2 separate regions of the Macaca mulatta genome follow, and region 1 is linked to region 2. A link is a contact called in public Hi-C data. All regions are on one chromosome and are shown on one strand. The core of a region is the stretch at or near the end of the contact, and the rest is flanking DNA. Distances in the headings are between cores, read along the strand shown. Region 1 holds the start of PTK7 (protein tyrosine kinase 7 (inactive)). Region 2 overlaps PTK7 (protein tyrosine kinase 7 (inactive)).

The links. A called contact is a pair of places that touch in the nucleus more often than the background predicts.
Region 1: a contact with region 2 is called in a Hi-C map of CD4 T cells, with 5 times the contacts expected there. The contact joins the promoter of PTK7 here to the enhancer-like site in region 2. A contact is called at or near these places in 4 of 14 Hi-C or Micro-C datasets (CD4 T cells, blood, fetal cortex germinal zone and 1 more).

What each region holds. Positions count from the first base shown.
Region 1 is chr4:139,049,305-139,055,111 of T2T-MMU8v2.0, forward strand. PTK7 (protein tyrosine kinase 7 (inactive)) reads right to left here and starts at 3,436. Exons shown (of 20, transcript NM_001261579.1): 1 at 3,174-3,436. The coding sequence starts at 3,252. KLC4 (kinesin light chain 4) reads right to left here. Exons shown (of 16, transcript XR_013416388.1): 15 at 5,786-5,807; 16 at 4,661-5,133. It also overlaps a transcript of MEA1 not described here.
Region 2 is chr4:138,985,330-138,991,438 of T2T-MMU8v2.0, forward strand. It overlaps PTK7 (protein tyrosine kinase 7 (inactive)), which reads right to left. Exons shown (of 20, transcript NM_001261579.1): 10 at 6,010-6,109; 11 at 2,979-3,128; 12 at 2,715-2,865; 13 at 2,496-2,623; 14 at 864-1,067; 15 at 1-30. It also overlaps a transcript of MEA1 not described here. Among named protein-coding and RNA genes, the nearest start is that of SRF, 29 kb to the left of the region's middle. Within about 2 kb of position 2,237, at least 16 of the 40 cell types and tissues checked have an H3K27ac peak or open chromatin away from gene starts, as enhancers often do. A contact at or near this core is called in CD4 T cells, where this site is marked.

The DNA of each region.
Region 1 (5,807 bases), core at 2,186-4,685, 65 kb after region 2:
ATAGAAGAGGTTGAGAAGCTAAAAGGTTTGTCCAGGGCTACAGGGCCTGCCAATGAGTCTGAGTTGCTGCTTTGCCAGATACACTCCTTATCCCTGGGCTCCACATCCCTCAACAGAGGATCAAAAACATTGGGGGAAGATAAAAATTAAAAACAATACAACAATTAAAAAGAATACAAATTAAAAATACAACAGTTATTTACATAGCATCTCCACTGTAATAGGTACTACACGTAATTTACAGAATTTTTTTTTTTTTTTTTTTTTTGAGACAGTCTTATTCTCTCCTCCAGGCTGGAGTGCAGTGGTGCGATCTCCGCTCACTGCAAGCTCCGCCTCCCAGGTTCACGCCATTCTCCTGCCTCAGCCTCCCGAGCAGCTAGGACTACAGGCGCCCGCCACCACACCTGGCTAATTTTTTGTATTTTTAGTAGAGAAGGGGTTTCACCGTGTTAGCCAGGATGGTCTCGATCTCCTGACCTCGTGATCTGCCCGCCTCGGCCTCCCAAAGTGCTGGGATTACAGGCGTAAGCCACCGCACCTGGCCGCACCCTTGGATTTTGTCATTCTCAGGGAGTCCTATTCCAATTCCCTGCAGATGCCAAGGAAGGACCATACTTTATATCCATTGCTTGAGCTCTGTCCACCACTCAATGCTGCTCTGAACACCAGGAGTTTATCATTTGACAAGTGACATGAAGAGCACCCTCGCCCTGCCACCATACTTCCCAACAGCTGAGAAAAGCCATCTCTAATAAAAGCAACTCCTAGGCCTGAATTACAGGCTGCAGAGCCTTGAGGAATCTGCAGACAGCCTATCCCAGAACATGACGACTCAATTTCCCCAAAGAAACAAGAGCCTGGAGGAAAGAAACCAGGGAGGGGGAGGGGAATCGGGATGAGGAAGTGACCACATCTGACTGTCCAAGAGGTTGGGGTTGAGAATCCCAAGTTTCAAACATTAAGCCTCCTCCTCCTCCTCTTCCTCTACCTCCTCCTCTTCCTCCTCCATATCTATTACAACAGCATCTTAAAGTGCAGAAAGTAACTCAGCCATTTATGGCATAATTACCCAGACTTTAAAATGGTCTAATCCACAAACCTAGCCAGCCTAGGTTCCTTACTCCAGCCTTATTAACAGTGGGATCTCACTACAACTCCAGTTAATTACACAAACAATGAGATGGAAAAATCTACTGTGATCTATTAAAAAAATCGTTGCCCCCTGAAATCATGCGTCTGGGGGTGGGTTGAGTCCCAGGATTTCACTAGAAGACAACAGGCACCTCGGCCTCTGCTGAAATTGTTTACAGCACATGGACAGGTTCCACAACAAGGCACATTTGGTGGAACTGATTTAAGGCTCTCATTAAAATGTTTCTTTGTTGAGCACAAGACATCCCCCCACCCCTAAGGAGACTACAGACCTCCTGCCCTAAGCCCTCACTCAGCCTGCCCTAACTTCCCCCAACAGGATCCCCCCCCTCCACACGCACACACTAAACACTAGTCACCAGATTAAGTCAATTAACATCAGAGTCATTTTCTCATGAAAGGAATTTAGGAATTTAGCATTTGTTGAGCAAGAGCCCCATCTTCACCAGAAACTCCCCTTGACTCCAGAACTCTGAACAGCAGCAGTGAAGGCAGCCTCACTGGGCAGACCCACACACCAAAACCCAACCAGAAGAGCCAGGAGGCCTGTGAGCTCGGGCTGCTCGCCCAGATGGCTGGGCCCCCATCCTGGCTGTGCAAAAAAGTTCCATACTTCCTCTGGGAGCAGATGTGGATTCTGCCACGAGCAATAACCACCAAACACATCACAAGAAACACGGGGCAACTCCAAACACCTCCTCCAAATCCCTGGAGCTTACTCTCTTTCCTGGGTTACATTTACCTCTCGTTTTACAACTGGGCGCAGGGAAGATGTTGATTCCACCAGCACCAAAACCCCTCCACAGCTGGCAGGCCAGAAAGGTATTAGAAAGGCAGTTCCCTACCCATGCTGTTCCCATTGCCACCTTCAAAGGAGGTGGGAAGTGATCACCTAGGACAGGTCTTCTGGACAGAGCTCCCCAAGAGAAAGCTGCTTCGAGGACCACCAAAGAGTGTTTTGGAGGCTGGGGGGCTTTATTTTCAGTCCGGGCTGTTTGGGATGGGCGGGTGGCTTGATGCTTTCCTGTAAGGCACTTCGACACCTCAGTGGTGACTCTTAGGTGTGACCAAGCCAGGAAATAAAAGCTGCGGGAGTTGGGGGGGAGGGCGGTGCTGTCTGCCTGGTGATGAGGGCCACACCCGCGTTAAAATACTAAGGCCCCCCAAGAAAAACCTGAATGAGTTCTTTTTGCTTTTCTGTCCTTAGAAAGATTTCCTTTCCTCTGTGAGGACAGCCAGGATGGAAATCCAGGAAGGAGCAGAACAAACCCCGTCCGTACCTTTGCAGCCAGGCCATGCCCGATTTTGGCAGCGGCCTTCACACATTAGTCACCGCGACAGCCTGGGACCCTCGGATCCCCGGATTCGGCCCTGGCACGGAGAGGGCGCAGGGTTCCAGACCAGTAACTAGAAGCCATGGGGCGGCCCCTAATTCTTCCCTTCTTCCGCCCTCACCCGCAGGGCCATCTGGGGTCCCGGCTTTGCCCAGGAACTTGGAGGAGGGAAGCCGGGAGCGTCGGGTCAGCGTAGGTAACAAAGCTCCGCGCTTTGCGCGCCGCAGGTCTGTCCGGCATCGGGCCCCAAACCGGCCACTCTTACCTGGGCTGACCCTGCCGGGTGGGGTGGGGGGCTCCCTTTTCCCCTTCGCACCCCCCACGGGGGGTGCGGGTGGTCTTTTCTCCCCCGACAAGAAACTCCCCATCTGGGCCCGAGAGCCGGCAACTCTCGGCAGTTCTCGAGCAAACTCTCGGCTCAGACCACAAAAACTCAGTGAGGCTGGAAATGCGTCCCCGCGGCGCGGGTGGGAGGGGGACCTGACCGAGTCCCTGGAGGCTTCGTCAGCCTCCCGGCCCCTGGGTTCCTTGCGCCCTTCCGCCGCGAGCCTGCACCCCCAGCGAGCCTCTCCACCACTCCAGGGCCGCTCCAGCCGCCCAAACCCACCTCCCCAGGTGCAGCTTTTTGCCCACGGGCACTCCCGCGCTTCCCAAGCTCTGCGCCCTCAGCTCTCGGGGACTCACCGCCCAGCAGCGGCAGCAGCAGGACGCTGAGCAGAGGCAACCGGCGGGGTCTGGCCAGGGATCCCCGTGTAGCTCCCATCGCGGCCGGCTCGGGAAAAGGAGCTGAGGGCGCACAGCGGGTGCGCAGACTGCGCTCCGCGGCGGGCACAGAAGACAGAGCGCACCGGAGCGCGGGCGCCGCAGCAGCAGCCGCAGCCGGAGCCCGACCCCGAGGCGTCCCGAGCCGGAGCCGCGCGCGCCCGGTACCTCGGAGTCCTCGCGCGCCGCCGCCGCTGCCGCCGCCAAGCCCCGCCCCACGACGCCCCCTCCCCTCCGGCCCCCGCACGGCGCCCCGCCCCCTCGACGCCCCCTCCTCGCCGAGACGGGGAGGAGCTCAGTAGGGGGAGGGGTCTGGAGAGGGATGGAGAACAGAGAGAGCAAGGCTCAGGAGAGCGCAGGGGACCTGAGAGGGGTAGGGGAGTATTTGTTGTACCTACCACTGACTCTGCAGGGATCCGGGAGAACCTAAGTGACTTGTGAGATGCCGTGGACCCTGGGGAGAATGGCCCATTCTGTGCATACCTGGAGGCTCTGGCCAACAGTTCCCCCAGAATTCTCCAAGTGGGGGCAGCGGAAGAGGTGGGCCCCACCCACTCTTCAGCAACCCAAAATCTTACAGGCAGACCCAGAACAGCACGGTGTCCTTAATGTCCCCCAGCAGAGTAACCTGAAGATGCTGTGTAGCCCGGAGAGGGGCTGAAGGGTGCATGACTGGGGTCTGGTTTGGCTCTAGACCAATCTGAACCCAAAGGTAGAAACACGCTGGGTTCTGAAAGCCAGGCTGAAGGCTGCTAAACTGACAAATTCATCCCAAGTCCATCTCCAGGCAGTCTGGGCTGTGTCAGGGTATGGCCAAGTCTCCAGCTGTGGGGAGGCCCAGCACAACCCTTGTTCCAGGCACCCCCCACCCCCCGCGCCACCACCCCCACATTCTTTCTTTGTTGTGAAAGCAGCAAGGGGTGTAGGAGGCGGGTCAGGAGGAGTCAAGCTTTAGAAGATGGGCCCCAGCTGCTGCTCAGGCCTCCAAGATATGCTGAGAGGGGATGGATAGTGCCTTGTCTCCCCTCTGGCTCCGGAGGGCCCCCCAGGCCTGCTTAGTCCTCCCTTCCCCCAAGCAGCTGGGAGAACGAATGGCAGCCACAGAGGGCCTCACAGCCAGGAGAAGTGGCGCCAGGACTCCAGGGTCCTGCCACATGGCCACCACATGTCCCTGACAACCCAGTCCACAGCACCTTTTCCTTGGGTTGTGGGCCTCCTTCTTCCCCATCCCCCAGATGCCTTCCTACAGGCCCTGCTGGAGATGATACAAACAAGGGGAGGAAGAGAAGAGAGATCCAAGAATCAACACTCCTCCTGCTGCCCCATCCATCACTGCACCTCACCCTCTGTGAAGGGCCCCAACACAAGCCCTGCTTCATACCCTCTTCAATCAGGACTCAAGTCGCAGAAAGGTTACCTGATTCTTTTATTTAAGAAAAGTGAAATACATGGACCTGAAGTGAGACAGCAGAGGGAGGGAATAAGAGCGGCCAAGGCAAGGCAGCTTGGCTGGCCAGCCCTCAACCCTCTGACTGAAAAGCCAGCAGCAGGCTGCATCTCTGAGGGCCATACCTGCTTTGTACCCACCTTGGGGGCCTCAGAGCTAGCTACTCTAGAGGACCACAGGGTGCGGAGAGGGTGTCCTGAGGGTCCTTCCTAAGAGGGATTCCTGAGGAGGGAGCTGAAACCCTAAGGGCAGCAGCAATCTTCTGGTTAAACTGCTCCCCTTCACTGTCCCACCTAGGGGTGGGGAAGAGCCAGGAGCAATGGGGAATGCTGTGAGGGCTATAGGGGTAGGGGGACCCAGCAGACCTGGGGACTGGGTTGAATGTCAGCTGCTTGAAGAGAGATCCATGGAGCTGGCACTGAGGCCCCGGGAGACCTGAAACAGACAACACTACCTCATCAGTTCAGGGACCTCAGCCTCCCAAAGACTGTCTCCTGGAGTCCATCCATCCAATGGCCACAGTGTATCTCTGGACCTAGGATCACATCCATCTCTGGACCAGTCTATCTCTGGACCTGGGACTTTGTTTAGCCTCTGCTAGGGTTTTCCAGAAGGCCACAATCTGGTGGAGAAGCTCTCTGGAAGAACCACATGAATACTGGCATATACTCTGAGTGTGTTCATATAAGAAGTCATTTGCCATTAAAATATCATTACTGTTTTCTCAGATGGGGATTATTTAATGCTTTTCTTTTTCCATTCTCATCTACTATGAAGGTAGCCGCAGGATGAAAAAATGAGTATCTACAAATAATTCTTAAATTATTCATAATTCCAAAGTACCAGTTTAAAGAATATTCCTATTTCCCTCCTTATTAACTTATTTGCTACTATGTCTGGCCTGAAACTGTCCGTTGGTGGTCATCACTCACCACAAGCTATCTGCCTGATTCCTTAATAACTGCAATCCCCTGGCTCATCATTATCCCAGATGACTCCTCTCCCCACTTCCCTTACTCCACTGGGCTTGCTCACTGGCTGTTCTTTTTTCATCACCCACCAATATGCTCACAAGCACTGCTCTCACCTGGAGGGGTGCTGCACTAGGT
Region 2 (6,109 bases), core at 987-3,486:
CTGAGGGCTGCCCGTTCTGCAAAGGCCCACCTGGGAAGAAGGAGGACAGGAGCGTCACGATGAGACCTGACACTCTGGCCACCACGGGGATTTCTGTTCTGTCCCCTGGTCTTCCACTCTTGACAACTTGGGTCCAATCACAATACTCCACATGAAGGGGCAAGCCCAAATGATAAAATGATGGGGCTGGGGCTGGGTGGGGGAAGTATGGGCATCCCCTAGGGTATGACCCCTTAGTGATGCAGCTGATTACAACTTCTGAGATGAAGCCAACTGCAGACGTCTAATCTGAATCACTGGTCCCTGAATACCATAGCTACACATAAGGATTGTTGCTTTCATGGGGCCTCCTATTGGGCAAAGTCCTAAACAGGCACAAAGGGAAAATCACAATAATGGAGACCCAACCCCTGTTCCTGAACACCTGAGCTGATAGGAGACCCAGTAATGACCTCAGGGAGCTCCCAGTCCAGGGAAGTGGGGATAGGAGAAGGGAAGTAAACGGAAAGCCTGCCCTTGGGGGAACTCTTAGACTCATGGGGGGAAACAAGACGTGCAACAGCAACATGTATACGTATACTAATGATATCTGTGGTTTCCTGCTGGGAGTAGGAAACAGCAGGGAATCATAGGAAGCTGGTCCCAGGGGCTCCAATGAAGAAGTCTCAAGCCAGGTTGCTCAGAAGCCGAGGCCCTGGGAATCAGCCAACTCCAGGCTTCCCACTAGGGGTGTGGCAGCCCCAGCTCCAAGATCCAGCAACAGCCACTCGGTTTCCTGAGGGCTGGCGCTCTCCCCTCCGTGGCCGCGGGAGGGCGCTCAGCTCCTACACACGGGTACCACCTCCCCCTCCAGGGCCCCTCACCGTTGAGGCATTCCATCTCTGGCTCCTCGCCCTCGGGCTGCTTCTGCAGCCGCTTGGCTTTGCAGCGCTTCTTGCAGTAGAACATGAGACCCAGCACGGCGATGATGTAGGCCACAGCGGCACCCACCGACAGCCCAATGGTCTGGATCATCTTGTAGGGGGGAGGGCTGCCAGGGCCCTCCGACTCCTCCGGCACAGGCTTGTCTGAGAAACACACACATGGGTCTGGGCAGGCGCTGCTAAGCAAAACAAGCCCTGCTTCTCCACTAACTCCTCCCAACCCCATCAACGGGACAACAGATGGCCCGGGAGGGTCACCACCTTCACTGGCTTTAACAAGGGCCAGCAGGTCCTCATGCCCCACTGAGGTCAAAGGAAGACTCTGAAGGAGATGAGGCCAGGGTTCCCAAGCTGGCTCTGCATCGCAAGTCAAGGCAGGCGACACAGATACGCACACCTGTCAGGGAGCCACCACAAACCCACGCTATTTGTTAAGAAGCTTCCCGGCCGGGCGCGGTGGCTCAAGCCTGTAATCCCAGCACTTTGGGAGGCCGAGGTGGGTGGATCACCAGGTCAGGAGATCGAGACCATCCTGGCTAACACGGTGAAACCCCGTCTCTACTAAAACATACAAAAAATTAGCCGGGCATGGTGGCGGGCGCCTGTAGTCCCAGCTACTCAGGAGGCTGAGGCGGGAGAATGACGTGAACCCAGGAGGCGGAGCTTGCAGTGAGCTGAGATCACGCCACTGCACTCCAGCCTGGGCAACACAGTGAGACTCTGTCTCAAAAAAAAAAAAAAAAAAAAAAAAAGAAGCTTCCCAAGGGACTTGATAATGTAAGCCAGGCCCCGAGAGCAACATTTGGGAGTTTCAGGTTTAGAATTCCAGGCACTGCCTGGCACAGAGCAGGTTTTTCAATGAACAGATCTGTAGAAGGGATCTGCTGGTCTAGAGACCTTTCAATGGCCCCCACCGAGGGGTCTCAAGAGGCATTGGGGGAATGAAGGGAGAGAGAACATGCAGGATCCCCCCACTGCCACACACACCCCAGTGGCTCCCACCAAGGGGCCTCCTCACTTCATTTTCATCCATTTAAACTTTCACATTATACTTTGTCTAGAAAAATAATGCTGCCAAACCAAGAAAGTTTGAGAGCTTCTCATTTAAACCACCTTCACCTGTGGATGTAGAAACAAGTCCCCAGAGGAGAAATAAGTCTCCCAGGGGCACAGAGTTAAGTACAGGGCCTTTTACTGGACCCATCATTCTCTCTGGGCCTCCTGGAGAAAAGAACCTTGTCCTACTGCATTCTGACCTGGTCCTGCTCCCCAGCCACCCAGAGGTATGTGTGGCTGCTGCAAGAACCTGGGAGGCAGCACTGTAGGAAGAGAACACCCTCCCCTGCAACACACACACACACCCACCGACCATGGGATGTTAAATAAACGACAGCCCGGCTCTGAGCAAGGACTCTAAGACTGTGCAGTGGCATGGTGAGACAGCCGAATCCCCTCCTCTGCCACAAAAATGGCTTCTGTGTCATGTTCTGTACACAGGGGCTGACTGAGTACAAGGTGACAAATGTCTGGGTCTACCACTTCCTGTGCAGGACACCCCTCCCCAGCCCATACCCACGACATAGAGGGGGGCCTCCGTGTGCTTGATGTTGCAGCTGTTGCCTGCAATGCAGGTGTAGCGGCCTGAGTCCTCAGGGGCCACGTCGTGGATCACCAGGGAGCCATTCTGGAAGATGTGCATCCTGCCAGGGGAGAAGCCACAGCGCTGGCCAGCTCGCAGGGAGTGGGCACTGCAGGAGAGGAGGGGCGGGTATGGGAGGGAGGCAGCCCTACCTGGGTCCCAGCTTGGTGGGGTCCAGGATGCGGTCCTTGCCCTTCCACTGAATCAGTGGCTTAGGGTCCCCCTGGGCCTCACACTGCAGCAGGGCTGTGTGGCCCTGGTACACAGTCGTGCGCTCTGGCTCTACTTTGAAGGTGATAAAAACTGGAAGGAAAGAGACCAGCGAGGGGCAGGGAGGAGTGAGCCAAGGGGCTGGCAGGGTACATGGTGCTACCCTAAAGAGCCCTCCCAGCTGAAGGGCCCTGCCACGGTCGCACCTGCCACAGTGAGCTGGACATGGGCACGAATCTGGCCCTGTGGCCCATTGGAGGCAATGCAAGTGTAGTTGCCAGCGTCATCTCGAGTCACCCGGGCAAAATGTAGGGTCCCAGCGTTGTCTGTCACCCACTCTGGAAGGCTGCTCCCATCTGCAGGAGTAACAAAGGGAAATTATGGAAAGGATCAGGGTTACACAGATGGCTGACAATGCCTCAGTCCCTCACCTCGACTCCAAAACACAGGCAAAGTCCAAACTCCTCAGCCAGGTGTTAGAAGCCCCCCGTTATTTACCCCCTTCCAATTCTTCAGTCTCACCTCTTCCTCCTATTGCCCTGTGTGACATTTCACTTCTGCCAAACCAGACTCTGTTTGGGCCCAGATTGGCCCTGTCCCTACCCCGCTGCCTGTCACTTCTCCCTCCTAGAGCCCATTCCCGCTCTTTGCCATCCCAGGCTGTAGATGCATTTTGAGCCTCACCTCTCCCAGAAAGTTCCCCCAGACCTGAGCAGAGGGAGCCTACTTCCTCCTCAAAATCTACAACTCTACTCTCTCACTCTAGGTGGAAATGTCAAAATTGGTCCAACCTTTTAAAAAACAATTTGCCAACTCACATCAAGGGCTATAAAAATGTTCATACCCCCTTTCATGCGTAATTATTCCAATTCTGGGAATCTTTCCCAAAGTAAATAAACCTAAATCCAGAAAACTTTGGCTTAAAGATGTTTATTGCAGCCTGGGCACGGTAGCTCAAGCCTGTAATCCCAGCACTTTGGGAGGCCGAGACGGGTGGATCACGAAGTCAGGAGATCGAGACCATCCTGGCTAACATGGTGAAACCCCGTCTCTACTAAAAAAATACAAAAAAACTAGCCAGGCGAGGTGGCGGGCGCCTGTAGTCCCAGCTACTCGGGAGGCTGAGGCAGGAGAATGGTGTGAACCCAGGAGGCAGTGGAGGTTGCAGTGAGCCGAGATCACGCCACTGCACTCCAGCCTGGGTGACAGAGCGAGACTCCATCTCAACCAAAAAAAAAAAAAAAAAGATGTTTATTGCAGTAATGAAAAAAATGGGGGTGGGTGGTTGGGAGGTTAACAACCCAAATCTCCAACATTTAAGGAACAGTTAAGTAAATTACAGTGAATCTAATCGTTGAAATATTATTAGGATCATCAAAACAAATATTCATGAAGAGTATATAAAGATGTGCGGAAATGCTTGACAATGGTAAGTAAAAGAGGGTATAAAATTACAGTTATAAAAAAACATAAAAATAAACGCTTTTTAAAAATATTTTTTAGCCGGGCGCGGTGGCTCAAGCCTGTAATCCCAGCACTTTGGGAGGCCGAGGCGGGCGGATCACAAGGTCAGGAGATCGAGACCACAGTGAAACCCCATCTCTACTAAAAATACAAAAAATTAGCCGGGCGCGGTGGCGGGCGCCTGTAGTCCCAGCTACTCAGGAGGCTGAGGCAGGAGAATGGCGGGAACCCGGGAGGCGGAGCTTGCAGTGAGCCGAGATCACGCCACTGCACTCCAGCCTGGGCAACAGCGTGAGACTCCGTCTCAAAAAAAAAAAAAAAAAAAAATTTTTTTAAACTACGTAGTTATCTGTATTGTCTACTTCTACAATAAGCATGTCTACAGGCATGCACCACCCATGCCTGGCTAATTTTTTAATTTTTTGTAGAGACAGGGTCTCCCTATATTGCCCAGGTTGGTCTTGAACTCCTGGGCTCAAGCAATCCTCCCACCTCAGCCTCCCAAAGTGCTAGGATTACAGGTGTGAGCTACCACACTTGGCCAATCATGTAAATTTAATAACTGAAACTATATATACAATAAAACTGCTAGGTAAAAAAAGAAAAACATACACACAGAAAAAGAAGACATATACCCAAAGACGATAAATGGCAGGACTGTGCATTTTTTCCACCAACTAATATATTTTTTTTTCTTTTTTTTTGAGACCGAGTCTTGCTCTGTTGCCCAGGCTGGACTACAGTGGCACAATCTCGGCTCACTGCAACCTCCCACATCCTAGGTTCAAACAATTCTCCTGTCTCAGCCTCCCGAGTAGCTGGGACTACAGGCACATGCCACCACCCTTGGCTAAATTTTTTTTTTTTTTTTTTTTTTTTTTGAGACAGAGTCTTGCTCTGTCGCCCAGGCTAGAGTGCAGTGGCGCGATCTCGGCTCACCGCAAGCTCCGCCTCCCGGGTTCACGCCATTCTCCTGCCTCAGCCTCCCAAGTAGCTGGGACTACAGGTGCCCGCCACCACGTCCGGCTAATTTTTTGTATTTTTAATAGAGACGAGGTTTCACTGTGTTTGCCAGGATGGTCTCCATCTCCTGACCTCGTGATCCGCCCACCTCGGCCTCCCAAAGTGCTGGGATTACAGGCTTGAGCCACCGCGCCCAGCCTCTCCCAGTATTTTCTAAAGGAGCCCATGTAATTTTTCTTTTTTTGAGTCAGAGTCTCACTCTGTCACCCAGACTCTAGTGCAATGGCATGATCTCGGCCCACTGCAGCCTCTGCCTGCTTCAGCCTCCTGAGTAGCTGGGATTGCAAGCATGTGCCACCACACCTGGCTAACTTCTGCATTTTTAGTAAAGATGCGGTTTCACCATGTTTGAAACCAGTTTGAGGCTGACCTCAAACTCCTGGCCTCAAGTGAGCCACCCACCTCGGCTTCCCAAAGTGTTGGGATTACAGGCGTGAGCCACTGTGCTCGGCCTCCATGTAATTTTTATGTTGGAAAAGATAAACGATTTTGGAAAGGGAGAAGGGAGGACTTTATAGCATTGTCTGGACCAATCCAATCACTTGTTGCCTTGAGTCGTCTTCCATGTTGTCCAAGGCTGTAATCTGACCTCTTCTGTGTCTGGCTTTTTCCTTCCTAACTCAACTATACATCAGCCCTGCATTGCTTGTCTAGTCTCCACATTTCTGGGCACGGTGCGGGGCCCTCAGGTATGCATCTGATCAGTGGACTGCCCTGCCTGCCCCCACCCTATGCTGGCACTATACCCACCTGCCCGTTCCCACTTAATAGTGGGCTTCTCTCGGCCTGTGGCTGAGCAGGGCACCGTGGCCTCCTTGTCAAACTCCATGCACTGCTGCGGCTGGGGTGG